2 separate regions of the Sus scrofa genome follow, and region 1 is linked to region 2. A link is a contact called in public Hi-C data. All regions are on one chromosome and are shown on one strand. The core of a region is the stretch at or near the end of the contact, and the rest is flanking DNA. Distances in the headings are between cores, read along the strand shown. Region 1 overlaps LOC106508196 (a long non-coding RNA gene). Region 2 holds the start of TMEM139 (transmembrane protein 139).

What was found. Hi-C and Micro-C count contacts between places; a contact is called where the count stands out from the background.
Region 1: a Hi-C map of liver shows a contact between it and region 2, with 1.7 times the contacts expected there. The contact joins the enhancer-like site here to the promoter of TMEM139 in region 2. A contact is called at or near these places in 1 of 5 promoter capture datasets (liver), 14 of 47 Hi-C or Micro-C datasets (alveolar macrophages, embryonic fibroblasts, epiblast stem cells and 9 more) and 2 of 2 datasets of contacts at active chromatin or transcription factors (alveolar macrophages and skeletal muscle).

The regions. Positions count from the first base shown.
Region 1 is chr18:7,012,616-7,015,609 of Sscrofa11.1, forward strand. All of the region lies in intron 1 of LOC106508196 (a long non-coding RNA gene), which reads left to right. Among named protein-coding and RNA genes, the nearest start is that of TAS2R40, 13 kb to the right of the region's middle. Within about 2 kb of position 1,441, at least 11 of the 83 cell types and tissues checked have an H3K27ac peak or open chromatin away from gene starts, as enhancers often do. A contact at or near this core is called in alveolar macrophages and liver, where this site is marked.
Region 2 is chr18:6,972,636-6,975,650 of Sscrofa11.1, forward strand. It overlaps TMEM139 (transmembrane protein 139), which reads right to left and starts at 1,495. Exons shown (of 3, transcript XM_013990764.1): 1 at 651-1,495.

The DNA.
Region 1 (2,994 bases), core at 191-2,690, 40 kb after region 2:
TTTATATTCTCTTCTATTAATCATATAATTTTACTTTCCATATTTAGGTCTTTTACCCATTTGTATTTACCTTCTAATCCAACTTTATTTTCTTCCAAACAGCCTCATTCCAAGTACCATTTAGTGGATAATCTGCCCTTTGCCCCCCTTATATGTGGCTGAAATTTTGTCTTAAGTGCCCATGGATAAATGCATCCTTTTTAATGCTCATTTTCCTGTTCTGTTAGTCTGTTAACTTAGTAGATTGCCTTAATATCTAGTAGAGGTTAGTATGCCTTACTACCTAGTAGATGCCTTTACTCTTCTATGTAAGTTTTAGAAGTCAGTTGTCAAGTCTATTAAAAAATTATCTTATTTCTGGAAAGATCTAGTAGATTTGTTGATAGGTAAGTTCCTTGCTTTTATATGATTCTTATTTACCTTTCTTTTCTTTCTTTTTTTTTTTTTTTTTTTTTTTTTTTTTTTGTCTTTCTATGGCTGCACCCATGGCATATGGAGATTCCCAGGCTAGGGGTCAAATAGGAGCTGTAGCCACCAGACTACACCACAGCTACAGCAACTCGGGATCCTTAACCCACTGAGTGAGGCCAGGGATCAAACCCACGTCCTTATGGATGCTAGTCGGGTTCGTTAATCACTGAGCCACGATGGGAACTCCATATTTACCTTTCTACCCTTACTGCCTGGCATGGTATCTCACATACATAGTGGCTCAGTCAATCTTTATAGAATTGAACTGTTGCTCAGCTGATTTATATTCTTCTTTCTGGGCTGGGAATGGAGTGGTGTGATAATGGAGGCCACATTTGAAGCCATCTGGTCTTCTTTTGAGAGAGGAGAGCAGATATCAGGGGTGTAACCCCTTCTGTAACAGGGACAAGTGTGGCTTTGGTTTTATTTCTTATCATTGCTAAGACTAGCAACCCTTGATTGAAAATAGCTTCTGCCTAGAGCTTTAGAGGTGGCTATACTCAAAGGTCAATAGCTGGGTTCCTAATGGATTTTCAAAGGAGAATATGATGCTTAAACTGCAAGAGGACAGGGGAAAATTTTGCCAGTTCCTTTCTGTGATGGAATTAAGGCCTTGTTGAACTCTGAGTTGCAACCCTCACCCTCTCGGGAGAGGGTTTGTGCTACAGAAATGAGGAGGTTGCCCTCTAGTGACCATAAGTTCATATAACACCCTTTGATTTTGGAGCCCAAGTAATAACAGGAAATGTGTTACACATTGTCTACAGCTTGCGAGGCACTGTTCTAAGTGCACGTTATGACAGTAGCCCCGTGAGACAGAACCATTTATTACCCCTATTTTAAAGATGATGAAATTGAGGCTCAGAGGAGTTAGGCAACTTGCCCAAGGTCACTGAGCCAGTGTTGTGTTGAAATCTGGGCTCTGTGGCTCTGAAATCAGTATGTTCAATCCTTCTGCTATTTTGCCTGAGAGGAAGAGAGGGTGTTGTGGTGGACTTGGTGCCTTCTGGCAAGAGGGCATGGGTGGTGTGCATCTCTTCCACACGGCCCTTCCAGGGACGTCTGGTTGGTAGTTCAAATTCCATCATGGTGGAGGAACTCACACAGTGGGAATTAGAAAATAGTACACTACAGAGATTTTTTCCTTCCTTCCTTCCTTTTTCTCTCTTTCTTCTCCAGAGAACCAATTTGCCAATACACCCCGGGTGAGAATGTCTGAGAAGTCAAAGATATATCCTTAAGTTTTCTTTGGGAAAACTGGAAAAGAGATTTGGGAACTAATGAAAACCTAGTTTTGTTAAAAAAAAAATACAGAGATTTTTAAGACTTTGCTTCTTGATTTTTTTTTTTTTTGGTATGAGAACAGAAACAGGTATTTTTATAACTAATGTAGAACTCCTTAAAATGAAGAAAAACTTATCAAAGTGCTCAGCTGCTTTCTGAGATAAGAAAATAGAACAGTTGCAGGGCCTGTGTTGCTGAGCACACATCACAAATGGCCAAAGAGACAGAGGAGTCAGACAAAACAAGCAGAACTGTTTCTAGAGGAACTTAAGCTAAATCCATCTGGGCCCACTTAACCATTGGTGGGATGGGCAAAGTAGATTTGGAAGAGCAAGAATTCAGAGAAAAACACATGGGTGCCAGTTTGAAGGCGATCAGATCACAGACGGAGAATGGCCATGGCTTTTAGGAGAAATGACACAAAGTCGCTACAATTTCGTACTTTTAGAACCCATAATTTTTTGGGGGCAAAAACTACTAGGAATATTTGAATCGTAGAATAACCCTACTCAAAAGCTTTCAATAGGCAGTACTGGCAACGTGGTGATTGTCCTTGAGGCTGTGCTACATAGAGGATCTTCTTATTTCCCTACTGCTCTGTCTGTTGGAAACTTTCCATAGTTAAAAAGAGGACCAGAGTTCCTGTCGTGGCCCAGCGGAAAGGAATCCAACTAGGAACCATGAGGTCGTGGGTGCGATCCCTGGCCTCCCTCAGTGGGTTAAGGATCCTGTTGCTGTGAGCTGGGTGTAGGTCCCAAACGCGGCTCGGATCCCACGTTGCTGTGTCGGTGGTGTGGGCCGGCAGCTGTAGCTCCGATTTGCCCCCTAGCCTGGGAACCTCCATATGCCGTGGGTGCGGCCCTAAAAAGCAAAAAATAAAATAAAATGAAGATAAAAATAAAAAGAGGACCAAGCTATTGGGCCCTGTAAATGATTATGTTAAAGAGAATAAAATAAAGCATCAAGATCTGTCAGCAAAGGTAGGTCTGAGATGCAGTGTGCAGGGCCTGAAGATGTGGGTAACAGGAAGGTGCGGGAGGCAGATGTGCGTGTGTTCCAAGTTCACCTCTGTATATCTGCTCCCAAGGGAAGAGACCTGGAGAGAACATCATGACTGTCCTTGAAAGGTAACGCTTGAAATCTGAATGTAGCCTTGGTGATGCAGGCGTGACCAATTGCTCTGGGTTGGCCCAGATCTGAGGGTTTTCTGAGATGCAGGACTTTTGAGTTTTGGAACCT
Region 2 (3,015 bases), core at 245-2,744:
GCCTGGCCTGCCTTCCTTCTTCCTCCTTCGCTGTGATCTCTAAGTTTCTACCCCTCCAGGACCCAGTCCTGGGCACACCTTGCCTCCGGCCTTAGTGCTCACCTGGCATCTCTGGAATCCAGGTGTTGGGCAGGCCCTGCCCTTTATTACTGCTTTCGCCCAACCTTCACTCCCCGCCTCCCCGGCCCGAGGCCCTCCGTCTGACCCTGCAGGGGAGAGAGGCCCACTTACCCTGTCTGACCTCGTTTCCCCATTTTCTCCAGTCAGCCCAGGCTCCAGGCAGAGGGAGAAAGTTCACAGGGACACAACAAAGCCACAGGCCAGAACTACCCCAGAATCTTACAAAGGCCTGGGGCAGAGTAATCCCTGACCTCTCTACGTACGTCAGCATCCCCCACCTCTACCGACCCTAACTTCGGAAACTCAGATTTCGAGTTTCCTGCCTGCCTGGCGTTATCACCGCAGGGGCTGGGAGGCTGCAGGGGAAGAAGCCGTTTCTTTCCTCTGCAACAGAACACCGCTGGCTGGCAGCCCCACGGCCAAACCAGCCCATCAGGAGTTCCCTGAAATCTGCACAGCTAGGAGTCACGGATTCTACCAAGGAGCCAGACCCTCCCACCCCTCTTACCTGCACCGAGTTCTTCCCTCACCTGTCTCACCAGACTCCGCGCTAAGTAGGTTGTGGGGAGTGGGAGGCGGGGGAGGGGGTGGAGCCCACTGGTTCCACCCACTTTTCTGCGCGAATCTCCTCCCTCCTGTCCAGCTTCCTCCGCCCCTTTTCTGCTTAAGGCTGAACTCCTACCGCCCCACCTTAATTTTTCCGGCCCTCACTGTACTGCACCCACCCCCTCCAGAGCCCTAAAGAAAGTCCTCCCCACCCTCACCTGCCGTCGTCCTCGTGATCTTCGTACTTCGGACCAGAGTTAAATTCACCTTTCCTTTTCCCCTCAACGCAGTTTGCGTTGTACTCGGGTGCCTTGTGTTGTGCCTGGGAGCACAGACCGTGGTTTACTTAATCTCTAACTCACATAGTGCTTTACACGTGGAATGATGTGTCCTGCTTCCCTTGCCCAAGCGCCGTTTCTATGAAGTCCTTCTCTTCTGCAGACCTGTAAGATTGTTTGTGTGTAGTATATGCTTGTTGGCCCAGGTAAGTCTTAATTCTTCAAAGGCCACTTGCAAGGTGACACCTGCTGCAGAGACAGTATCCGCTGAGTCTGCATGGCATTCCCTCCCACCTCCGCTGCCTTTCCCGTTGTATAGTAATGTTCTGTTTACATACCTTCCCCCTGAAACCGAGCAGGACCCTGTGGGGCCCTCCTGGATACAAACGCTTTCTGTGTCCCCTGTTTCTGCTTTGTTGGGAAAAGGCTTCAGCTTCCTAGACCTTCCCAGAGTCCCTTAGGGCAGACTCAAATGGTTTCTTATTAGGGAAGGAAGGGAGTGTAAAACAAAGGAGGAGCAGTCCGGAAACAACAGTGCAAGGTCCTGCTGTGGCTCAGCAGAAACGAATCCAACTAGGATCTGTGAGGATGAGGGTTTGATCCCTGGCCTCGCTCAGTGGGTTAAGGATCCAGCATTGACGAGAGCTGTGGTGTAGGTCACTGAGGTGGCTCGGATCCCACATTGCTGTGATGTAGGCTGACAGCTGTGGCTTCTATTGGACCCCTAGCCCGGGAACTTCCATACGCTGCAGGTGCAACAAAAAACGAAACAAAGACAGAAGGAAGCAAGGAAGGAAGGAAGGAAGGAAAGAGAGAGAGAGAGAGAAAGAAAGAAAGAAAGAAAGAAAGAAAGAAAGAAAGAAAGAAAGAAAGAGAAAGAAAGAAAGGAGTTCCTGTTGTGGCGCAGCAGAGGCGAGTCCGACTAGGAACAATGCGATTGCGGGTTCGATCCCTGGCCTCGCTCAGAGGGTTGAGGATCCGGCATGGCTGTGTGTAGGTCGCAGGCACAGCTCAGATCCTGTGTTGCTGTGGCTGTAGTGTAGGTTGACTGCTGCGGCTCCAATTGGACCCCTAGCCTGGGAACCTCCATGTGCTGCAGGTGTGGCCCTAAAAAAGCAAAAAAAAAAAAAAAAAAAAAAAAAAAAAGAGAGAGAGAGAGAAAGAACAGTGCAATGATAAGTAATGATAAGTGATCCTGGATTTCCCCAAAAGGTTTGGTAACAATACATCTCTGAGCTCTTCTAGGAACTAAGGCCCCAGCCGAGGTGGATAAGGGTAACTTCAGGCCGAGCCCAAGTTTCCTCAGTACCTCACCACCAACCAATCAGAAGTCACACACCCCACAGCTCTCACCCAAAAATTGCCTTTAAAAATTCTTCCACGGAGTTCCTGTCGTGGTGCAGTGGTTAATGAATCTAAGAACCATGAGGTTGTGGGTTTGATCCCTGGCCTTGCTCAGTGGGTTAAGGATCAGGCATTGCTGTGAGCTGTGGTGTAGGTTGCAGACTCAGCTGGGATCCTTGCGTTGCTGTGGCTCTGGTGTAGGCTGGCGGCTGCAGCTCTGATTAGACCCCTAGCCTGGGAACCTCCATATGTCACGAGTGTGGCCCTAGAAAAGACAAAAATAAAAAAAATAAAATAAAAATTCTTCCACAGACCATGGAGTTCCCTTGTGGTGCAACGGGTTGAGGATCAGGCATCGTTACTGCACTGGTCTGGGTGGCTGCTTTGGCATGGGTTTGATCCCTGGCCTGGAAATTTTGCATGCCGTGGGTGTGGCCAAAACAAACAAACTCTTCTCCCCAAACCATCAGGGAGTTAGGTCTTTTGAGTATAAGCCGCTCATTCTCCCTGCGTGGCCCCACAGTAAACCTTTCTCTGCCCAGATTTCGACATTTCAGTGTGTTGGGCCTCGCCATGCTTCAGGCATAGCAACCTGTGCTGGGCAGCACTTCCACTGAGGTAGGAGGTCAATGGGCCCCTGGGCTGAGAACAGCTGGGACTTGTCAGGCTGAGTAAACTGGACCTTGCTTCTCTTTGACACTTCAAGGAAAAAGTTAATTGCAGGAGC